Regions from separate parts of the Oncorhynchus kisutch genome. Here region 1 is linked to region 2. The links are chromatin contacts, called in public Hi-C maps. All regions are on one chromosome and are shown on one strand. The core of a region is the stretch at or near the end of the contact, and the rest is flanking DNA. Distances in the headings are between cores, read along the strand shown. Region 1 holds the start of selplg (selectin P ligand). Region 2 holds the start of ssh1a (slingshot protein phosphatase 1a).

Region 1 (7,215 bases), core at 1,817-4,316, 150 kb after region 2:
CCACCTGGGTGGCTTGTACGGGTTCTTGTGGCATTGTCCTGTGTGCTGCCCAGAGAAGGACCAATGGAATTGTGTTCTATGTAGCTGGTAAACATTTCCACACTTTTAGCAGTGTATCAGCCTTGTTCCGCCTTTGATTTGAGGTGTTTGTGCTGTCATAAACCCCAATGTTGAACCGTGCCCTTGTGTTCAGGGTGTGTGTGTGTCAGGATGCTCACTATTCACCACTTCATTGGCCCATATCCATACAGCCAACCAGAGGGTGAGTAACAGGGGTGTGTCTGAAACCATTTTGACTGTTGGTTGACAAGAAGTAACATGGAGAAGGAAGGCTTTCAGGATGTGTGAATTTGTCTCGTATGTCTTTGTCCTGGTTGGAGTTTTTTTTCTCCAGATAATGCGAGGGGATTTTTAGATGATTATATGGATTCACCATAGGGTGTGACCAAGGTTTTGGCCTATGATAACAGAATTGGGTGGTATGGTGATGTTAATATACTGTGCGTTTTATCCTGTGCTTCCTTCTCCGGCTCTCCCGTTGCAGATATCCCACTATGTACTTCCTTATCAGGATTTGAAATAGTTTCCCCTTAAATACATGGTCACATCACTAGAGAATCAGAGGAACAAGGAGTCGTTTGGATTGTCCGAATATTTGATGGTGTTGCCAACTGCAATAATAGTTCTGTTGTCATGCTATTTTTGTTATGCCTTTTTTTTTCAGCGGGAGGGTAGGTTAGGTTTACGGTTGAGTTTGTTAGCCTTTAAAGTTTGTTGCCACTGAAGATCAGAAATGCCAGAGTTGTGCACAGGAAGTGCTTAATGATGACTACGGTTTGAGAATGGTGAGTTATTTAGCAGGAGAGAGTGGATAGGCACCCTGAGAGGAACTTTGACAGTGGGTTTTGGCATAGAAAGCACTGAGAAATGTATGCTTATATCAATCACTCCATCCTGGCCTCACAGAATCTAAGATTACATCCGAGGATGCAATTTTACTCTAAATATGCATCGTCTGGTATTCTGTAATATTTTATTGGGGTTGAGAATTACTTCAATGTGTTCTACTGTGCTGTAGAGATATGAATCTGTCAGGGGAGGATGTCTTGGACTTTGTCCTGTACTGCCCTGTAAGTCCTTCTCCTCAGCCTCCTTGGTCTACTCAAGGCAGCGAGACCTGTGATGTTTGGAATATTGGTGAATAGCTATTCAAAGGGACACTGTAGGTTGGAGAAATATGCTGTAGAGAGATGTATGTGATGTTTGAAATAAAGGCCTAGAAAATGATTTAAAGCTTTGTAAATATTTGTTTTCATTGTTTTGGGCTGCAGTGTGTTTGGGAGTTGGGTTCTGGTGGGTTTTGAACGTTACCTCTTGTCTGCATTCCTTGTCCTAATGCGTCATGACTGAACAGAATCTCCATTCTATCACAGGTATTATAAATACAAAAAGAGAAATTAATAACAGAAGAAAAACAAACAAGGATTCAGCCTCTTGTGGAGGTCTGTCGAGCATTTTTGTTCATTTTTTTTCTGCTTCAAGTATCAGACTTATCGATTATCAGAAAAATGAATAAAGAAAAAGAAAAATATGTGTATTCTGTTGTCAAGTTAATGAGTGATGCAGAGGACTGAGCAAACATGAGCTGACCATCTTCAAACAAGCAATATCTGAGATGCAGTTCATTTGGAAAGTATTCACATCCCTCAAGTTTTTCCACATTTGGTTACGTTACAGCCTTAATCTAAAGTGGATTGAGTCGTTTTAACCCCTCAATCTACACACAATACCCTATGAAAAAGCACCAAACAGGTTTGTAGAATTATTATTTTTTAAATACATTTGCTAAACTATCATATTTACATAAGTATTCAAACCTTTTACTTTGAAGCACCTATGGCGGCGATTACAGCCTCGAGTCTTTGATATGAGGCCAAGCTTAGTAAACCTGTATTTGGAGTTTCTCTCATTCTCTGCAAATCCTCAAGTTCTGTGGTTGGATGGGCAATGCTGCACAGCTATTTTCAAATCTCTCCAGATGTTCGATCGGGTTTAAGTCTGGGCTCTGGCTGAGCTACTCAAGGACATTGAGACTTGTCCTGAAGCCACATCTGTGTTGTCTTGGCTGTGTGCTTAGGGTTGTTGTCATGTTTTGGAAGGTGAACCTTCGCCCCAGTCTGAGGTCCTGAGCGCTCTAGAGCAGGTTTTCATCAAGGATCTCTCTACTTTGCTCCGTTCATCTTTCCCTCGATCCTGACTAGTCTCCCAGTCCCTGCTGCTGAAAAACATCCCCATAGCATGATGCTGCCACCACCATGCTTCACCTTAGGGATGGTGCAGGTTTCCTCCAGATGTGATGCTTGGCATTCAGGCCCCAGAGTTCAATCTTGGTTTCATCAGACCAGAGAATCATCTTTCTCATGGTCAGAGTCCTTTAGGTGCCTTTCGGCAAACTCCAAGCGGGCGGTCTTGCCTTTTACTGAGGAGTGGCAGGGCGGCCAGATCAGTTGGCCGGGTGGCAAGCTCTAGGAAGAGTCTTGGTGGTTCCAAACATCTCCCATTTAAGAATTATGGAGGCCACTGTGTTCTTGGACCTTCAATGCTGCAGACATTTTTGGTACACTTTCCCCAGATCTGTGCCTCGACACAATCCTGTCTCGGAGCTTTACGAGGAATTATTTCTACCTCATGGTTTGGTTTTTGCTCTGACATATACTGTCAACTGTGGGAAATTATACAGACAGGTGTGTGTGCCTTTCCAAATCGGGTCCAATCAATTGACTTTACCACAAGTGTACTCCATTCAAGTTGTTGAAACAACTCAAGGATGATCAATGGAAATAGAATGCACCTGACCTTTAATTTTGTCATCGCAAAGGGTCTGAATACTTATGTAAGGTATTTCATTTGTACCTTTTTTCTTTACATTTGCACACATTTCTAAACCTGTTTTCGCTTTGTCCATTATGGGGTATTGTGTTTAGAAACAATTTAGACTTTTACAATAAATTCATTTTAGAATAAGGTTGTAACGTAATAAATGGGAAGGTGTCTGAATACTTTACTAATGCACTGCATGTCAAGTTAAGTGTACGCTCATATACTTCTCACATACTTGCTATTCTTTATCAAGAGATTCTAGCTTTCCTTGTATCTGAAACCCATGTATGCCACCATACCCCATTCCTCATTTGTAAGTGTAACACTTGTCAGTGTTGTATTTTTTTAAGCAGCTTCACTTCTGTGAAAGGCAGCATGCTTCCTGTATTCCTCACAGATCAGCCAATGTCTCGCTTCTTGTTTGACGGTGAACAATCTGCTGGTTGAGGGGCCAATATACCACAAAACAAGACTTCTCCTCCAGCATTTGGGTAAGTGTCATAGCAGTGGGGTGATCAGTCGTGTTGGGCTGCATGAGCTAGTATACAGTTTCTGCAAAGTCTCCACTTTCTAAAAGAACCTGTAATTAGATTGATTTGTTTTTTTTCTGAAATGCTGAGGAAGCGTTGCAACATCACTGATGGGGTGGATTTAGATGTATTGCAGATCATTATCTGTCAGTCACTGTCACATTTTTTGTAAAGGAATTTGAGCCATTTACACAGGCTCAAAGTGATGTTGATGAGCAACACCATCTTAAATATTAAGCAAATGTATACCGTATTATTACAAGTATTGGGTATTTGTGCATGACAGTGCTGGCATTTCGGTGCAGTGTTCTGTAATGTATCACACTAGATTACAGAAGGTCAAGTTACTTTTCACACTTTGTCTCATAGCACTTATCACATTGGTTCTTCCTTAGCGCATGCTAAGGTAGTGTAAAACAGGAAGGCTTGAATTGGGCATAGCTATGCCTCATAGTTTTGTGATGAATGTCTGAGTTGTACCATTTGTTTCCTTGAACATAGTCTTTACATTTTTGCTGATATCATTTCCCTTCGCAGATTTGCCACCATGTTTACCCCAAAGCCTGGGAGATTTCCAGCTCTTGTGTTCCTTCTGGTTCTGTCAAGCAAGGCGGTCTCAAGATGTCTACTTAGCCACGGGGAGGTAGCAACCCATGGACCCCAGGAGTCGAACCTGTATGAGCTACCACCTCAAACAACGCCCCCTGTAGCCCTCACCAAAGACCTGACCAAAAACGCAACAGAAGTCTCCGTTACCCAGCAAACAATGAGAACTGAAACCTCAGAGACAGACCATGAGCCTGAGCTCTCCCACACCACTGTGAGAGTTAAACAAACACCTGTCCCATCCGCCCTGCATCCACCCAACCCTACCAGTGCCATCAACTCCTTCACAGAAGGGACAGCAAAATCCTCCATTCCAGGAAGCGTCAGTGTCTCGAACAGAGTGACATGCCCGACCATGACCCCTAAGGGGAGAGGGCTGGTAGGTCAGTGCCTGATCATCATCGCTGTGCTGGCTGCTGTGATAATAATGTTCATTGTCAGCACCGTCATCCTCTTGACCAAGCTGAGGGGCAGCAGATACAGACACAGGGCCCAGCAGCTGCAGGGACAGGGCACAGAGATGGTGTGCATCTCAGCAGTGGTCCCCACCAGAACCACTTATGGAGGCCAGGGGAGATACAGATGCCCCACAAGCAACATCACCCTAATGCCCAGCACAGAGGACAGCGAGGGGGACAATCTCACTCTCAACAGCTTCATCCCAGATGTTGACGGATGCTTGTAACACTTCACAGTCAAACTCGCAATTCACAATAACACACTTTCGCTTTGTCAGCTACATAGCAAATGTTTTGTACTTATACAGAAAAAGAAGTGCCTTGCTTATCTCACTGTTATTCTAATGAGAAATACACATCTATCACTATTGTGAAGCATGTGTATACCTGACCTTCCCTGTACATACTGAATAAAAACATTTTTTAAATGTTTCTGTCGTACTGAATTCTTCAACCTCTATCGAATCTTATTACAACAATGCTGAGGCAAGAGGTGCTCCAAACAGCCATGGGCAAAACTGAAGCCCTGCAGCGCCAGCAGGGATGTAAGTTCTGAGGCACATGTTTGTAGCTGACTGTACATTTTCTGTTAGGTTTGTACATGTGTGATATGATGAAAGACGGGCCCTCTCTGTGAGCTGGTCTTGTAGGCTGTGTGGAGATGGGCTGTAATCTGGAGCACATAATTAGAGATCTCTGTGAGAAGCAGGGGGAAAATAGGGACTCGCCCTGTGGAGAACATAAAATCCCACTGTCAACGTACAAAAAGTGGTCTTGTCCATTTTAGAGAATACTGATTCAACTGTGTGTAATGGCAAGGGGGAAGTGAGTACTTTGTATTTGATATTGAAGAAAGTACTGCAAATGTTGTGCTACTCCAGTACTTTAATCCTGCACTAACATTGACCACATTTCGGCTGAATTTTGTGTTTGACCTAATCGCTCAACTTTCAGAATTGCAGCATGAACCAATAACTCGGTGATTGTGAACAAATAGGTAAATATCAATATGTAGTGGACAAAGATGTTCCCCTCATAAATATCTCCATCATATTTAAGGTTTAGGAGCAAACAAGGAAGATACATGCAGTACGGCAGCCCCTAACTGTCCCTCCTTTCTAGACTGGCCAAAGCATCCACCATGATCCCACTTCTGGGAGAGGAGGATTTTGGGGGGAGTTATGTAAAGCGGTACGGGGAGGGGATGGAAATGGGAGGGATGGACGTCTTTCTGCAATCAGCAGGCTTTTTTAGAACTGGAGAAACAACTTTCAGTATACTGGAAGTTACAGGAGAGGGTGGCAACTTGGACGCTCCCTCTTCCCCCCCCCCCCTCAATTTTCTTCTGCTCTCTCTCTCCCTCTCTCTGCTGTTAGAATCCCTCTACCATTCAGTCCAGAGGAGACACTTCAGCCAGACAGCATCTGTAAGTACAGACCTTTTATTTTTCGGTTTAATTCCCGGTTAGGACACAGTACTAGTCAAAAGTTTGGACACTTACTCATTCAAGGGTTTTTCTTTATTTTAACTATTTTCTACATTGTTGAATAATAGTGAAGATATCAAAACTATGATATAACACACATGGAATCATGTAGTAACCAAAAAAGTGTTAAACAAATCCAAATATATTTTAGTTTCTTCTAAAATAGCCACACTTGGCAATGAAGATAGCTTTGCACACCCTTGGCATTCTCTCAACCATCTTCATGTAGGAGGCTTTTCCAACAGTCTTGAAAGTGTTCCCACATATGCTGAGCACTTGTTGGATAGTTTTCCTTCACACTGCGGTCCAACTCATCCCAAACCATCTCAATTGAGTGATTGTGGAGGCCAGGTCATCTGATGCAGCACTCCATCACTCGCCGCCTTGGTCAAATAGCCCTTACACAGCCTGGAGGTGTGTTGGGTCATCGTCCTGTTGAAAAACAAATCCTAGTCCCACTAAGAGTAAACAAGATGGAATGGTGAATCGCTGCACAATGCTGTGATAGTCATGCTGGTTAAATGTGCCTTGAATCCTAAATAAATCAGTGTCACCAGCAAAGCACTATCCCACCTTCTCCATGCTTCACGGTGGGAACCATACATGTGGAGATCATCCGTTCACCTACTCTGCGTCTCACAAAGACACAGCGGTTGGAACCAAGAATCTCACATGAACTCATCAGACCAAAAGACAGATTTCCACCGGTCTAATGTCCATTGCCCGTGTTTCTTGGACCAAGCAAGTCTCCTCTTATTTTTGGTGTCCTTTAGTAGTGGTTTCTTTGCAGCAATTTGACCATGAAGGGCTGATTCATGCAGTCTCCTCTGAGCTGTTGTTGTCTGTTACTTGAACTCTGTGAAGCATTGATTTGGGCTGCAATTTAATGAACTTATCCTTTGCATCAGGTAACTCTTGGTCTTCCTTTCCTATGGCGGTTCTCATGAGAGCCAGTTTCGTGGTTTTTGCGACTGTACTTGAAGAAACTTTCAAAGTTCTTGACATTTTCCCAATTGACTGACCTTCATGTCTTTTCTCTTTGCTTATTTGAGCTGTTCGTGCCATAATATGGATTTGGTATTTTACCAAATAGGGCTGTCTTCTGTATACCACCCCTACCGTGTCACAACACAACTGATTGGCTCAAATGCATTAAGAAGGAAAGAAATTCCACAAATGAACTTTTAACAAGGACACCTGTTAATTAAAATGTATTCCAGGTGACTACCTCATGAAGCTGGTTGAGAGAATGCCA
Region 2 (7,297 bases), core at 4,318-6,817:
CAAGGTCCTGGAGTGGCCTAGCCAGTCTCCAGACCTGTACCCAATAGAAAATCTTTGTAGGGAGCTGAAAGTCCGTATTGCCCAGCGACAGCCCTGAAACCTGAAGGATCTGGAGAATGTCTGTATGGAGGAGTGGGCCAAAATCCCTGCTGCAGTGTGTGCAAACCTGGTCAAGAACTACAGGAAACGTATGATCTCTGTAATTGCAAACAAAGGTTGCTGTACTAAAAATTAAGTTCTGCTTTTCTGATGTATCAAAAAAATCATACAATGTGATTTTCTGGATTTTTGTTTTAGATTCCGTCTCTCACAGTTGAAGTGTACCTATGATAAAAATGACAGACCTCTACATGCCTTGTAGGTTGGAATATCTGCAAAATCGGCAGTGTATCAAATACTTGTTCTCCCCACTGTATGTGGCAGGGTCTACAGACAATCACGGACTACAAAGGAAAAACCTGCCATGTTGTGGACACCGTCTTGCTTCCGGACAAGCTAAACACCTTTGTCTGCTTTAAGGATAACACAGTGCCACTGACGCGACCCGCTACCAAGGACTGTGGGCTGTCCTTCTCCGTGGCCGACGTGAGTAAGACATTTAAGCATGTTAACCCTCGCAAGGCTGCCGGCCCAGACGGCATCCCTAGCCGCGTCCTCGGAGCATGCGCAGACCAGCTGGCTGGAGTGTTTACGGACACATTCAATCTCTCCCTATCCCAGTCTGCTGTCCCCACTTGCTTCAAGATGTCCACTATTGTTCCTGTACCCAAGAAAGCAAAGGTAACTAAACTAAATGACTATCGCCCCGTAGCACTCCTTTCATCAATAACTGCTTTGAGAGGCTACTTCAGACCCACTACAATTTGCTTACCGCCCCAATAGATCCAGACGATGCAATCGCATTGCACACTGCCCTAGCCCATATAGACAAGAGGAATACCTATGTAAGAATGCTGTTCATTGACATTAGCTCAGCATTCAATACCATAGTACCCTCCAAGCTCATCATTAAGTTATGGGCCATGGGTCTGAACCCAGCCCTGTGCAACTGGGTCCTGGACTTCTTGATGTGCCGCCCCCAGGTGGTTAAAGTAGGAAACAACACCTCCACTTCGCTGATCCTCAACACACGGTCCCCACAAGGGTGCGTGCTCAGCCACCTCCTGTTCTCCTGGTTGACTCATGACTGCGTGGCCACCCACGCCTCCAACTCGATCATCAAGTTCGCAGGCGACACAATAGTAGTAGGCTTGATTACCAACAATGACGAGCCAGCCTACAGGGAGGAGGTGAGGGCCCCGGGAAAGTGGTGCCAGGAAAATAACCTCTCACTCAATGTCTAAAAAACAAAGACACTGATTGTGGACTTCAGGAAACAGCAGAGGGAGCACGCACTATCCACATTTATAAGCCCACAGTGGAGAAGGTGGAAAGCTTCAAGTTGCTCGAGGTACACATCACTGACAAACTGAAATGGTCCACCCACACAGACAGTGTGGTGAAGAAGGCGCAGCAGCGCCTCTTCAACCTCAGGAGGCTGAAGAAATGTGGCATGGCCCCTAAAACCCTCAACATTTAGATGCACAATTGAGAGCATCTTGTCAGGCTGTATCACCGCCTGGTATGGCAACTGCACAGCCCAGAACTGCAGGGCTCTCCAGAGGGTGGTGCGGTCTGCCTAACGCAACACTGGGGGCAAACTACCTGCCCTCCAGGCACCTACAGCACCCGATGTCAAAGGAAGGCCAAAAAAATCAAGGGCATCAACCACCACAGCCACGGCCTGTTCACCTCGCTATCATCCAGAAGGCGAGAACAGTACAGGTGCATCAGAAGCTGTTTTTCAGTCTCTCTGTCATAGGTTTATCGTAAGGTCATCAGACTGTTAAATATTCATCACTAGCCGGCATCCACCCGGTTACGCAACCCTTCACATTACAGGCTGCTGCCCTATATATAAAGACTTGGAATCACTGGCCACTTTAATACCGTTTAAATAATGTTTACATACTGCTTTACTGATCTCATACTGTATTCGATTCTACTGTATTTTAGTCAATGCCTCTCTGACATTAGTCGATCTAACATTTATATATTTCTTAGTTCCATTCTTCTAATTTTAGATTTGTGTGTATTGTTGTGAATTGTTTTTTAGATACTACTGCACTGTTAGTTACTACTGCACTGTTGGAGCTAGGAACACAAGCATTTCGCAATAACATTAGCTAAATATGTGTATGTGACCAATAAAATTTGATATAATTCAATTATTTTGTGGAATTCCGGGTCTGGCAGTGTTTGGAACTGCCCATCTGCGTTTGAGAATGTCGAGTTCATCTCAGCCTATGCTGCCCTTCAGTCCCTTGACGAACAATATGTGTCTGCACTGCACATTAATATTACATAAATACATTTTTATTGGAGAACATTCAAAAGCAGACATGGATCACCCCAAAGAACACTGCTACCCCAGCTGCTCTTTCTTCATCTAACTATGTTTTCTCTCATAGTCCGAGAGCATCTGGTGGTTGCAGTGGCACAGGTCTACTTATTTCTCCTAAATGGAGAGTCTCTTTTCTCCCCCTCTCACCTGTCCGTCTCCTCATTTGAATTCCATGCTGTCACTTGTCCACTCAAACTTAACATTATTGTCATCTATTGCTCACCAGGTTCCCTCAGAGAGTTCCTTAATGAGCTTGACACTTTGATAAGCTAATTTCCTAACGATGGTTCACCGCTCTTATTACTTGGCGACTTCAACCTCCAAACGTCTGCCTTTGATTCATTTCTTTCCAACTCTTTAAATTCCATGCCTCTTTTTAAATCACCCTTACCCAATCCCCTCCAACTCACAAGGCAGGCACTACGCTTGACCTCATCTTTACTTGAGGCTGCTCGCCTACTAATCACACTGCAACCCCCCCCCCCCCCCCCCCCCCCCCCCAGGTCTCTCTGATCACTACTTTGTTTATTTTTCTGTCTCCCTTTCCTCCAACCATAACCACTCAGCCCCTACCCACATGGTCATGCGCCTTCGTAATGTTTGCTCTCTCTCTCACGACTCTTTTCTCTTCTATCCTATTATCTCTCCCTTCTGCTAAATCCTCCTGATTCTGCCTCTTCAAACCTACTCTCCTCCCTTTCCACATCCTATGACTCACACTGTCCCCTTTCCTCCCGGCCGGCTCGGCCCTCCTCTTCTGCTCTATGGCAGAGTGATTCGTTGCGAGCTTACAGAACAGGGACCCGGGCAGCTGAGTGTAAATGGAGGAAAGCTAAACTTCTGGAGGACCTATCATCCTTTCACTCCCTCCTCTCTACCTTTTCTTCCTCTGTATCCGCTGCTAAAGCAGCTTTCTACCACTCTAAATGTCAAGCTTCTGCCTCTAACCATAGGAAACTCTTTTCGACTCTCTCCTCCCTCCTTCACCCTCCACCGCTCCCCTCCCTCCGCGGACGACTTTGTCAACCACTTTGAAAAAAAGGTTGACATCCACCACTCATTCACTCAGCCTATGGAGTCCACTGGTCTCACTCACACAGAACTGTCCTACACCTTGACCTCTTTCTCCCCTCTCTCTCCAGACAACATCCTGCGACTAGTGAGGTCTGGCCGCCCAACAACCTGCTCACTCGACCCCATCCACTCCTCCCTTCTCAGACCATCTCTGGAGACCTTCTCCCATTCCTTACTTCCCTCATCTCATTCCTGACCACTGGCTGCATCCCCTCTGACTTCAAAATGGCCCGAGTTGCTCCCCTCAAGAAATCAACACTCGACTCGTCTGATGCCAAAAACTATAGACCTGTATCCCTTTATTTTCTTTCCAAAACACTTAAGTGTGCTGTCTCTGATACAGTTTCTCGTTATCGCTCTCAGAACGATCTTCTTGACCCTAACCAGTCAAGCTTCAAGATGGGTCACTCAACTGAGACTGCTCTTCTCTGTGTCACGAAGGCTCTCCGCATTGCCAAAGCTGACTCTCTCCTCTGTTCTCATCCTCCTAGATCTATCTGCTGCCGTCGACACTGTGAACCCTCAGCTCCTCCTGTCCACCCTCTCAGGGATGGGTGTCTCAGGCTATGCACACTCTTGGCTCTGTGATATCCTCACATGGTCTCTCCTATCATTGCTATGCGTATGACACTCAATTACTTTTCTCCTTTCCCCTTTCTGACACCCAGGTCGTGACACGCATCTCTGCGTACCTGGCAGATGGGGTGGCAGGTAGCCAAGTGGTTAGAGCGTTGGGCCAGTAACCAGAAGGTGCTAGATTGAATCCCCGAGCTGACAAGGTATAAATCTGTTGTTCTGCCCTTGAACAAGGCAGTTAACCCACTGTAAATAAGAATTTGTTCTTAACTGACTTGTCCAGTTAAACAAAGGTTAAATAAAAACATATCTCAACTTGGATGTCGGCCCAACACCTCAAGCTCAACCTCGAGAAGACGGAACTGATCTTCCTCCCGGGGAAGGCTTGCCTGCTCAAAAACCTCTCCATCACGGTTGACATCTCCACAGTGTCGCCCTCCCAGAGTGTAAGGAACCTTGGCGTGACCCTGGACAACATCCTGTCGTTCTCTGCCAACATCAAAGCAGTGACCCGCTCCTGCAGGTTCATGCTCTACAACATCCATAGAGTACGACCCTACCTCACACAGGAAATGGCGCAGGTCCTAATCCAGGCACTTGTCCTCTCCTGTCTGGACCACTGCAACTCGCTGTTGGCTGGGCTCCCCATGTGTGTGATTTACCAAGAACACAGCAGCCCACCTGCTTTTCAACCTTCCCAAGTAATCTCATTTCACCCTGCTCCTCCGCATACTCCACTGGCTTCCAGTTGAAAGCTCACATCTACTACAAGACCATGGTGCTTAGCTATAGAACAGCAAGAGTAATTGCCCCTCCCTAACTTCAGGCTATGCTTTAACCCTGCACCACAACCCGAGTACTCCATTCTGCCACCTCGGGTCTCTTGGCCCACCCAGCTCCCTCTCAGCCCTGTCCAAGCTCTTCTCTGTCCTGGCACCCCAATGTTGGAACCTGCTTCCCCCTGAAGCTAGGAGGGCAAAGTCCCTGCCCATCTTCCTAGAACATCTGAAACTAGGGATGCACTGATATTAAATGTTTGGCCGATACAAAAAAAACCTATACCGATATTTACAATTTGAGGCCTTTTAAGCTTTCTCGTACAGTTAAATAGTTAACACACACACTGACCAAAATGCTATTTTATTGGCATTTATGTATGTCCCCATTACCAGCGACGTGACGGACTTTAGCCCACTGCCCCAGAGTAGAGCATAATGGAATCCGCTCACGAATCAACATTTTTGGATGAGGATTCGTGGCAAAAATTCCTTTCGAATTTACACGCATTCTCCCAGTAAAACACATGGGAAAGCATGTCACTTTTGAGAAATTACGTTGTTTTTTTAACAGACAGGCGAAGTGAAATACACTGTTTAAACTGTAAGACAGATTTTGATAACATCCATTGGACCAGACCACTGAATGTTTGAATTCAGCATCAACACACAGACCGCAGCTCTAGCTGTCTGAGCTGGCATTATGGTATACGCTCGCATCCCTACATCCTCCTGCCTGATTGAAACTGTTTTGTACAGGCTACAGAGGCTAGCTAGTGTGAAAGCCGCAGCATGAGGAACGACGTGTGTCTGCACTGCACGTTCTTAATATTACATGAATGTATTTTTATTAGAGAACATTCAAAAGCAACAACTGAGGCACTGGCTGCCAGATTTTAGGACGATGGAAATTTAATAACGACGATGAAATTCTCTGCTTCGACCGCAATAGACGTTGACATCAAGAAGCAACTTCCTCAGGTTCTTTACCCGAAATAAAACCATTCTCTGGACAGGCTACACCGGCCTGTGCAGATTCTCCCAGTCATGGCTCTGGTTACTTTGCAGCGCTCCCCTACCCCAAGCGCTGCATCCACAGCCAGCACTACCACCACCAACGTGGGGGAGGTAAGTTTGGAAATAGCTGGAGAGACGTTCTAGAAACGTCAAGAAAGCGCGTAAGAAAACACCGAGGATACGTGGGAGTAACATAGGTAGGCCTTGTAGCTAGTGTTTTGTAGCGACGGGATAAGCTAGTTTAGTACTAGGCTCAACTCCATCACTAGCAAGGTAGCTAGCTGTTTGGAAAAGCGAGCAAGCAAAGTTGCATCTCAGTAGCAATGCTATTGCTAGCCAGTAAAGTTATTAGGTAGCTACCCAACTAACCCACAATACACGCAGGTTACCTAGTTAGCTAGCGTGTACTTATTTTCTTTAACTAATTAGCAATTGATTTAACGTTAACATATTAATGACCAACATTAGCTAGCTACCACTTGCCATTTCCAAATTACTATAGCATTAGGTACCTAGTTTGCATTCTTATCATGCATAGGTACCTTGTTATTTTATCACTGAGTATGTATCAAACATAATTGTATTGCACACAACGTTGTTACAAGCTTGAGCTTTAAAACCCACAACTAGCTAGTTCGCTCGTTAAATGGAAGTGCTTTTAAACAAGGTCTGTGCTGTTTTCTTCTCTATCCTGCTGGTGAATGTAGTAAACTAGCTTGCTAGCCAGCTAACACATTTTGTGTGTGTGTGTGTGTAACGGTACTGCAGTGGTGGCATAAAATCTGGTAGACCAAAATGTTGGCTAGCTAAATGTTAGCTACTTTTGCCAAAACCAGTGTTATTATGGACAGTATGTAATGTTCTATATACTGATTTATATAATGTCTTCTAAAGGAACTGTCAATGAGGTGAAATGTGGCATAACTTCATACAGCCATGTCATGTGGTAGAGGCTTTGTAATCTGACAATACAGACACAGCCATCTTGAACACTTCAAAGATGACAAAGCGACTCATGTTACTGCTCCTTGTGTTGAAGTGTTTTATTTGTTAGCTGAACCATGAGTCCGTATTAACTTTAGCCAATGCTTTAATCCCATCTCAAAATGCAAGGTAATTCTAAACAATAACATGACCATTTTTTGATATTTCAAAATATAACAGTTAAGCCTACACAAATCACCCCAATGGAATGTGATGTAACTCATATAGAAATGATAGTTAGTCAAAGTACTGTTTTTGAATTGATAGTACACCTCGACCAGTTGGGGGTGCTAACTGTTAATATAAACTGTAGTCATGTAAAACTCAACAAAGACACTAGCCTCCAGGAGGAAGGAAGGAAGGTTGTATGTCTCCACTAGGCACTAGCCCTTACTGAGGAGTAGAGGGTGGATGTTCTCATCTTTGA

The links. A called contact is a pair of places that touch in the nucleus more often than the background predicts.
Region 1: a Hi-C map of liver shows a contact between it and region 2, with 4 times the contacts expected there. The contact joins the promoter of selplg here to the promoter of ssh1a in region 2. A contact is called at or near these places in 2 of 2 Hi-C or Micro-C datasets (liver and muscle).

Annotation. Positions count from the first base shown.
Region 1 is chrLG8:26,841,552-26,848,766 of Okis_V2, forward strand. selplg (selectin P ligand) reads left to right here and starts at 3,067. Exons shown (of 2, transcript XM_020488779.2): 1 at 3,067-3,371; 2 at 3,948-4,906. The coding sequence starts at 3,958. The coding sequence ends at 4,701. coro1ca (coronin, actin binding protein, 1Ca) reads left to right here. Exons shown (of 12, transcript XM_020490109.2): 12 at 1-1,581. tmem119a (transmembrane protein 119a) reads left to right here and starts at 5,799. Exons shown (of 2, transcript XM_031829985.1): 1 at 5,799-5,900.
Region 2 is chrLG8:26,684,971-26,692,267 of Okis_V2, forward strand. ssh1a (slingshot protein phosphatase 1a) reads left to right here and starts at 5,568. Exons shown (of 15, transcript XM_020490111.2): 1 at 5,568-5,997. The coding sequence starts at 5,917.